Linked DNA regions of Sus scrofa: region 1 is linked to region 2. A link is a contact called in public HiChIP or PLAC-seq data. All regions are on one chromosome and are shown on one strand. Each heading gives the region's core, a stretch centred on a gene start, on an enhancer-like site or on the middle of the called end of the contact. The rest is flanking DNA. Distances are from core to core; before and after follow the strand shown.

The links. HiChIP or PLAC-seq counts read pairs in DNA pulled down with a chosen protein or histone mark.
Region 1: a contact with region 2 is called in an H3K27ac HiChIP or PLAC-seq map of alveolar macrophages. The contact joins two enhancer-like sites. A contact is called at or near these places in 1 of 5 promoter capture datasets (fetal skeletal muscle), 1 of 47 Hi-C or Micro-C datasets (skeletal muscle) and 1 of 2 datasets of contacts at active chromatin or transcription factors (alveolar macrophages).

What each region holds. Positions count from the first base shown.
Region 1 is chr13:73,252,283-73,256,370 of Sscrofa11.1, reverse strand. It overlaps CHCHD6 (MICOS complex subunit MIC25), which reads left to right. Exons shown (of 10, transcript XM_021069811.1): 1 at 1-1,529. The coding sequence starts at 1,443. Among named protein-coding and RNA genes, the nearest start is that of CHCHD6, 8.6 kb to the left of the region's middle. Within about 2 kb of position 1,665, at least 71 of the 83 cell types and tissues checked have an H3K27ac peak or open chromatin away from gene starts, as enhancers often do. A contact at or near this core is called in alveolar macrophages, where this site is marked.
Region 2 is chr13:73,120,068-73,124,670 of Sscrofa11.1, reverse strand. All of the region lies in intron 6 of CHCHD6 (MICOS complex subunit MIC25), which reads left to right. Among named protein-coding and RNA genes, the nearest start is that of PLXNA1, 24 kb to the right of the region's middle. Within about 2 kb of position 1,815, at least 11 of the 83 cell types and tissues checked have an H3K27ac peak or open chromatin away from gene starts, as enhancers often do. A contact at or near this core is called in alveolar macrophages, where this site is marked.

The sequences.
Region 1 (4,088 bases), core at 416-2,915, 130 kb before region 2:
AGTGGTTACTTGCTTCATCATCTGACTCAGAAATAAATCCATCCCTTTCCTCGTTTTTTATAACCCCCTTTTTCAGTCACAGGGTGTTCAGGAGACCTTGGAAAAGTGTGGAACATGTGGTGGATGCTGAAAGTGCCCCTTTCAGGTTTTTCACCAGCTGGTGAGGCCATCTCCTGGCTGCCAAGAGCTCACGTATGCCCTCTTCCCTGAGGGTGCTAATGACCATCTGCTGCGGGGGACAGAAGGTCAGCCCCTTGCCTCCCAGCAGGACCAATTCTGGACGTAATTTGTGCTCTGAGAGCCGTGGGGGTGACTTGAAGCCACTACCAGCTCTTGACATCTTCGCTTTCTCCTGAAGCATCCCCCCCATAAACCTCTTGCACCACAATCCCCACCTCAGCCTCTGCTTATAGTGAAGAAACAGATGAAGGGATGGAGAGAGATTTGCAAATTAAAGTATCCTGAAGGAAACCAGCTGATGTCTTTGCTCATAACCCCCCTAGCGCCCCTACCCCACGTCCAAGGCCAAGCTGTGGTCATCTCGAAGCGTCTCTCTCTCTCTTCCACACTGTTCTCCTTACCCCTGCGTCCAAGTTCTAAAAGGCTCCAAATGATTCTTTTCTTGGAGCAGTCGGCTGTTTCCCAGTTCATGATCCCAACTCGGCCCCAGGCCCACTTTGGCGAATCAAAGCCAGTCGGCAGCTCAGAGAACAAATGGGCTTCGTTCAGGGCACGGCTGAGGGCAGGGCACTTCGTTCAGGGCACTCGGAGCCGCCTGAGTGTCCGTAAGCCTAGGACCACGCGCTGTCCTCCGTGGGCCTTTAGGAAGCACTGGAGCCGCTCACCAGGCCCGCGGCTCTGCCCCTTCCGCTCTCCGGCAGCGCTGGGCTGCTCCTCCCTCCGCCAAGCGGAGCCCTTCTTGCCGGGCCCTTGACCGGGGGCCCAGCACAGTCCTTCCCTCACATCGCGGGCTATTCTCCCCCAGAGACGGAGCTCCAGCTCCGAAGGTAAAGCAAGCGCCTCCCGCCAGCTTCTCGCCGGGCAGCGAGACGCCGCCGTTTTCCTCGGCGTCCAGGAGGCTCCTCAACAGGCCGCTCGCCGACTGTTCACCATTCCCTCCATCCCGGGTGTCCTCGGCCGGTCAGCGCTCCCCGGCTGCTCCGCACGGTTTGCTGACGAACCTGCAGCGCCTCGGCCGGTTCGGCGCTGTCCTTGCCCCCTCCGCTCGGCTCGTCAGCAGGCCTCCCAACCCGCGGTCCGACCACGCACATTCCCGGCTCCTGCGCCTGGTCCAGCCGGCGCCGCCGCCAGACTACAACCGCCACAATGCCTTGCGGCCCGCCCGCGATTGGCTGAGCCCGGCGGCCGCGCCCAATGGGACGCTGCGTTGTTGGCAGGTGGCGCCGTCCGGAAGAGCCGGCGCGCCAGAGCCGCCTCCCGCCATGGGCAGCGCGGAAAGCAGCGAGGGCCGCAGGGCGTCTTTCGGGATGGACGAGGAGGAGCGGGTCCGGGTGCTGCAGGGCATCCGGGTGAGCGGGCGGCCGGAGGGCGGGCGTGGAGGCGCCGGGCGTTCCTCAGCGGCGAGAGGGACGCGACCTCGGAGCGCGCCCGCAGGCTCGGCCGCTGCCAGGTGGGAGGAGGAGCGGACGCCGGGGCGGGGCCTGTTGTCGGGACCCGGATTCGATGCCCTCGCTGCCCGGGGACGCCACGCCTGTACGAGGACGACGAGCCGCTTACCTCTCCCACAGCTTCCCGTGCCAGTTTCCCCCTTCCCCTCTCCCGCCCCTGTTCACTGGCCTCAGGGCCTTCTTGCCCCTTGGGTTGCGGGTCTGTTGGGCACACGACCTCCGCACGGGCTGTGTCGGCTCGTGCGTTCTTGTGGGAGCTCAGATGTCACCTCAGTATCTTTCCCTGACCATTCAGTCTAAAGTGGCCGCCCCCCACTCCCATCCCCGCGGTTTCACAGTTGTTTTTGTCCGAGGGCTCATCACGATGAGAAACTTCTATTGATACTTGACTTTCCTGTTGTGTTTCCCGCTGCTGGGTAAGCTCCAAGGCTCTTGCCTGACTCCAAACCCTATCCCCAGAGTCTAGAGGAAGAATAAAAGCAGCTCACATCCGAGTGCTTAGTGGGGATCTTTTCATTTAATTCTCAACAGCCCTTTAGAAGTAGGATTCGGTTTGCTCATTTTATGGGTTGAGAACCAGGCACTGAGGTACTTAGCCAAGGTCACCTGAGCAACAAGCTGGCGAGCTGGGTTCGAGCTCCGCTGACTCAGTGTCCTGTTGGTTCGGTGCCCTGCTTCCTGCATCTGTGCCTGGCACAAGGCTGGTGCTTTGTAAACCATTGCTAAATGATTAAATGGATGAACCCAGTGAAGCAGGTACGGAGCTTAGGTGAATTAGTTGATTATGGAGGTGGCTCAGAAAAGGACATTAGGAAGTCTGACTTCCGGATAGATGCTCATTAGTTGTGTGACCTGGGATGAACAACTTATCTTTTGAGTCTCAATCACCACATCTTTTAAAAAATGAGAGGAGGCTATATAATCCAGGTGCAACCTAGGGTAAGACGATGTATGTGGACATGTTTAGGAAAAGTGCAGAGTGTTTGTGGGGGCCTCTTAGCGTAGCCTATTTAGTGCTTGCTAGGTGTTATCTAGTCTTGATCTGGCTCGTTGCAAAGACAGAATGAGGAGAAAATGTCTGTATTGGAAGGTGAGAGGCAGTAGCTGAATCAGAATATAGAAAGGTTCTCTGGGCCCTCTCCCACTGTTGTCACCTACATTGGGGAATGTTGGAAAATTCAGTCAGTCACAGTTTTCTAAGGGGATGTCCCCTAAATTAAAGGAACATCATCTTTTTTGGGTCTTATATCAGATGGGCATTTTGTTTCTAGGTCTTAGCAGTTCTGCAAAGACTGAATTCTCTTTTAAAATGGAGACTTAGGCTTAGCGACATTAAGGAACATGTCCAAGGTGTTACTTTTGGGACTTTAATCATTTGGGTACAAGAAACATCCTTTTCTCACTACTACAAGCCCCCTCCCATATGCAAGGCAATGTGAAGGTTGTGTAACAGCTCCTAGCTGTCCTGATAGGGCGCAGGTTCTATCAAGACTGTTAAAACAAGAGGGAGCTTTGGGCAGACCCATCAGAGACTATAAGTGCCTTGTCCAGAGGCGTACAGTTGGGGGCATGGCCCCATGCTATGAGAGCCCTTTGCTTTCTTCCTTCTCTTTCCTCTGTTCCTTCTGTCCACTCCTGACCCTGGCTTCAGAGAGGGAGACCAGAGAGAGGAGGTGATGGCAATTCAGAGTTGGTGTGAAGATTTTTCTGCAAAGTGGCTTGAGATTTGGGGAGTCCACCTTGCCTTAAAGCAAGCAAGTAAAAAATTGCTGGACAAGATCATTGAATGAACCAAAGGAGAAGTTCATTTAATAGAAGGTAGATGCCACAACAGAGCATTTGCCTGCTACTTCAGAGAAGGTTAAATTTTTTTTTTCCTTTTAATGGCCGCACCTGTGGCATATGAAAGTTCCCAAGCAAGGGGTTGAATTGGAGCTCCAACTTATACCACAGCCACAGCAACACTGGATCCCAGCTGCATCTGCCACCTACCTGCAGCTTGCAGCAAGGCTGGATCCTTGACCCACTGAGTGAGGCCAAGGATTGAATCTGAATCTTCAGAGAGACAACATTGATCTCTTAACCTGCTGAGTCACATCAGGAGCTCCTTTTTTTTCCTTTTAGGTTAAATATTCTTAAAGGCCCCTTGTATGTCATCCCCTAGCCTGGAAAGTACTCTTAATTTCCTTAAAATTAAATGCCTTGCTAGTTTGCACACTTATTTGCATAAATTTACGTATTTACTCCAAGATCTAATTCCGAGGAAGGTAAAGAAATTTAAGTAATGCAAAATGCTGTGTTCAGCTCCATTGTTCAGAGCAAGCATGTGTGAAATACATAAAGATTTCATTTCAGCCAGTATGTTTAATCTCCAGTAAGAGGAGGCACACACATGGTTATAGCACCTGGGTGTGACTGTCCTCTGCCCCACACACAGCCGTCTTTGGTGATTCAGCTGGA
Region 2 (4,603 bases), core at 566-3,065:
GTGCCAGGGGACAGGGTGGAAGGTGCCTTGGCTGGTGACAGCTGTGGCTATGACAGCGCAGAAGGCGGGAGCTGTGTCGTCATAGACCTGGGTGACAGGGGGATAAAGTGGGGTCCCCCAACCATCCGGCTGATCTTTGTGCACATTTCCTTTGACTCCGAGAATAAATTGATTTCTGTTTGAGGATTTTCAGAGATAAGCAGGCCTTTATTTCACCTAATTCAACAAAGATTAGCTCCTGCTTTGTTCAGGAGCCCTCGACTCTGACTTCTCGCACCCCGTCTCCACCTCTGTAACTGCATGTGTGCTGTGTGCTAATAACACTGTAAGTGATGGACTTTGAAAATCCATGCAGACCCGGAATGCCAGATTTGGTGTCTGCATATTGTTTGATTTGCTATTTACTGTTGTGCCTTGAAGTCATCAGTAATTACAATATCCAGATGGTTACGTATCACTACAATTTTCAAAATCAAAGGTAGTTTTGTCATCTGATTAGAAGAATAGTACATAAGTGTTAAAAACAAAAAACACCCAAATGATGCAGAAAAAAATTGTTTTTTTTTTTTTTAAGCCCAAATCTCCCCATGCTTAGTCTTGGTGAAGTTGCCATGAGTCACAGGCATGGACACACAGTTGGACGTCAGGACCCTGGGCTCATGGAGACACGCCTCAGCCCCTCATCCGTGTTCTGTGGACCATGCCTATGTCAGTAATGCAGACTTACACGTTCATTTTTAATAACCACGTCATTATTCCTTAGAATCAGAATTTATGTAATTGATCATTTATTGATGAATCTGGGAGAGTTTTCTGATTTTCTTACCAATGTAATGACAACTACGACAAACAGCTTTATGTGACATTGTGCACTTGTTTAAATCCTTCTGGAGGGATTTGTTGGGTCAAAGGACACACATGGGTATTTCTACATGTATATTTACATGTTTACATTTTTCCTGCTGGCTCTCCAAAACAGTGCAGGGTCTATAGCAGTTTTCACTCGACAATGATTCTGGATGGTGTCCATCTTCCCAAGCCCATACATGATTTTAACAATATTTCTAAATTTTTTTTTTGCTAATCTCAAAACCAAAACCAAACAAGAAAAACCTTTTACTTTCAAAACCCCTCGTGAGTTCCTTTTGTGGCTTAGTGGGCTAAGGACCTGACATTGTCTCTGTGAGGATGTGGGTTAGGGTTAGGATTAGGGGCCTCGCTCAGTGGGCTAAGGATCCAGTGTTGCTGCCCGCGGCAGTGTAGGTCGCAGATGCAGCTCAAATCCTGTGTTGCTACAGCTGTGGTGCGGGCCTGTGGCTGCAGCTCCAATATGACTCCTAGCCTGGGAACTTCCATATGTTGCAGGCCCTAAAAGAAAAAAAAAAAAAAAAAAGAAAAAAGAAAATCCCTCGTTTCTTCTGGTATCAGTGAGGTTAAACCTTTTCAGAAATTATAGACCGTTTGGATTTCTTCTTTTGTGAATGATTGACTTAAGGCCTTTGCTCTTTATTCCTTATTAGTTCTTTTTAAAAAGTCTTTGTGTAATGGTGTTGTTAATCTTTTATTTTTTTGTAACTTTTTTTAGTTTAATTTTTGCCCTTAGGAAGTTGATTTGGGGATAGGGACCTGGTGTATTTTTGTCGTGGTTCATTTTCCTGTTTGTGACTCAGGTTATATCATGAAGGTCTTCCTTCCCCCACACCTGTGTTTTTAGGACTAGCATTTCTCTGACTTATCCCCTAACATTAAGTCATGCTCCAGGACACCCCACTGCGTTTCTAAGGCGCAGGAAGTAAAGTACAGATCCACGTTTGTTCCCCCTTTGTCCATTACCAACGATGGTGTAAGAGTCCACCCAGTCATGGTTCATGTCCTTGGGTCTATTTCTAGACTCTTTCCCGGGGCCAATCCTGCATGTTTTAAACGTGTATAAAACAAACTGTGTGGCTGTAGTTATTTAAAATATTAAATATCCAGCAGAGCAAGTTCTTCTACCTTGGTGATCTTCTTCCAGGTTATCTTTCAGATGAATGTAGAATCAATTTGTCCAGCTTCCCCTTCCCTAATCCCAGCTGGAAAAAAAAAGAAAAAAAGGAAAATCTGGTGGGCTCTTTTTTGGGATAAATATATCCTTTTGAATACATACAGTCCTCCTAAATTGCCAGCCTTGTGTTTTATTTTGAAATCCTTTCAAAGCTATAGGGAGGTCATGGCAACGCACAAAGAGCTCTTGCCTTAACCCAGGTTCACAGTCGTGCACGTCAGAGTCTGTGCCCTTACTTCCTCCACTAAACAGAAAGGCTGTCTTTTCCTCACATGGTGACCTTTTGACCTGAAGATTTCCAGTCCACTGGGTATGTCCTGGGACTGTCCTCTGTGACTGTACACAGCCCTTGTGGTCAGGAAACCCTGCCTGACTCAGCCAGCCTGCAGGCACATCCTATGCTGCCTGGTTTGTGCTGCGTCTGTGTGGCCATGAGTCTCCTTCTTTTGGGACATTGCTTAGTCTTTCTGTCTCCCATGACTTTGACAGTCTTAAAGGGTACAGGCCTCTCCCTCTGAAGAGTGACCCAGCCTGGGTCTGCCCAATGTTTCCTCATGGCCAGACTTAGGCCGTGTGCTCTTGGCAGGAAGGTTCCTGGCACGTCCCATCCCCCACTGGGGATGTGGACCGTGACCCAGTCACACTGGTGTGTGCCAGGTCACTGTTCCACAGGCTGCATCCCCGTGTTTGATCCATTCTGTGGGAGGTACTCCAGGGTGCCAGGGTCCTGACCCCTTCAGCCCCTGCCTCCAGAAACAGCCGTCTCCTGAATCAGCCACCATGGTCAGGGTCGCCGCAGTGATTATTTCCACTGTTTCTTCTATATTTAAGAATCGATTTGAGGGAAGGCGTCCCTTCTCCTCCACTTAAGTGTTACTTTGTTGATGTTCCTCACTGGGTTTTAATAAATACCCTCATTTATGTTGATGTCTAGGATCTGGCCCCTTAGACAGACTCTTCTGCCCTTTTGACACATGGCTTCATGCTCTGAGTGGTCTTTACTCTCTGGCACAGGTGTTCTGGCCCCAAGTGCTGGAATCAGCTCTGTCTCCAAGGAGCCCTGTTCTGTTTGCCAGAGAATGGTGTTTAGAAACCAAGATCTGACACTGGGTGTGCTTGCTGCTGCTGGGGTGTCACTGTTTCCACATACTCCTGGTGAATGGAGCTGGGAACACTTGTGCACATGCACAGGCATGCGTGTTTACATATGTGAGTTCACATACACTGGTGCATGCATCTGTTGTGTATATAAAGTTCACAGCACTTCCTCTGAGTCAAGTCCAGTGCTAGGGTTCTTGTAGCTTCTCGGGTTTAGACTTCCCTGCTTGGACAGTGGGAGGCCTGGCTCCCATTACCCTCAGCAACTGTGTGCTCACAGCTGTCATTGAACTTTCCTGCTAATTGTGACCCCCACCCCCAGTTGCAGAGGCATAGCCCCCTTCCTCCAGCTTCTCCTCCTGGGAGGCCTGGGAGAGGTGTCCATCCTTGTGCTTCATCCTTGGTGACTGGGGGCTGACAGGAGTTAGGACATGGGGCACAGCCCCACTGACTGCTGCACGGCCTTGGGGTGACTGCATGCTGCTGCCTCCTGGCTTTGGCTTGCTCACCTTGGGTCAGCTGACATTGGGGTCCCACTGAACTCCAGGGACCACAGCAGACTCATCCTGTTGAGGGGTCAGTCCTGGTTCAAAGCTTCCATGAGACATGAGGAGGAGGCTGGCCATCCTGGGTGCTTCCTGCACAAAGGCCACAGTCCCTTCTGGCCCTTGGGGATAGGTGACACCCTGAGGGACCCCTTTGGGGTGCAGCCCACATAGTGACTCAGCCGTAGGGCCAGGGGCACCCCTCAGAGTACCCTTGGTTAACCACAGAAAGGCCTTCATGGTTTCTGAATGTGTAGGGGAGAACAGTTGAGGGTGGGAGGACCTGAAAATGGCCTCATCCAGCTCTATGCTAATCTTGTTTCTTCACTAAGATTAAGTTAGATTCATTGAGGAAACAGTTCTGCAGTTTGAAGGGCAGTGAGGGGTGGGTGGAGGAGGTAGAGTCTTGTGGGGCTGGGGGAGGGTGATGGGCAGGGCTTCATGAAGAGCCTGAGTTAGTGGACTCAGGGGATGGGGGAGGAGACCTCAAGGAGGCAGTTCCTATGGTGGCAGGAGGCCTGTGCAGGCTGGACATGAGGGCCAGCCAGCAGCAGTGGAGGCTCCTGAGGCCAGGCCAGGTGCCTGGGGTCATGGCTGGAAGGCCTTCAGGAGGAGCAGCTAGGTCTGCTCACATCACCAGCAGGTGTTTCTGCCTGAGATTCACTGGATGGCATCTGGTGCAACCCTGCCCCTGTCCTTGTGTCACCTGTCAGGGGACAGCCCCTCACCAGAGCACATCACACCCACTCCAAACCTATCTGGGATGGAATTGCCAGTTATCCCACATGGAGGCTTGGGGACCGAGCCACCTAGTCCTGCCAGGTGAACAGGCTACCAGGTGCATGTGACCTGCCCTGCCCCAGAGGGAGGCTCCTTGGTTTGTTCCTTTCCAGTTGGGGTTGAACCCCTGGGCGCT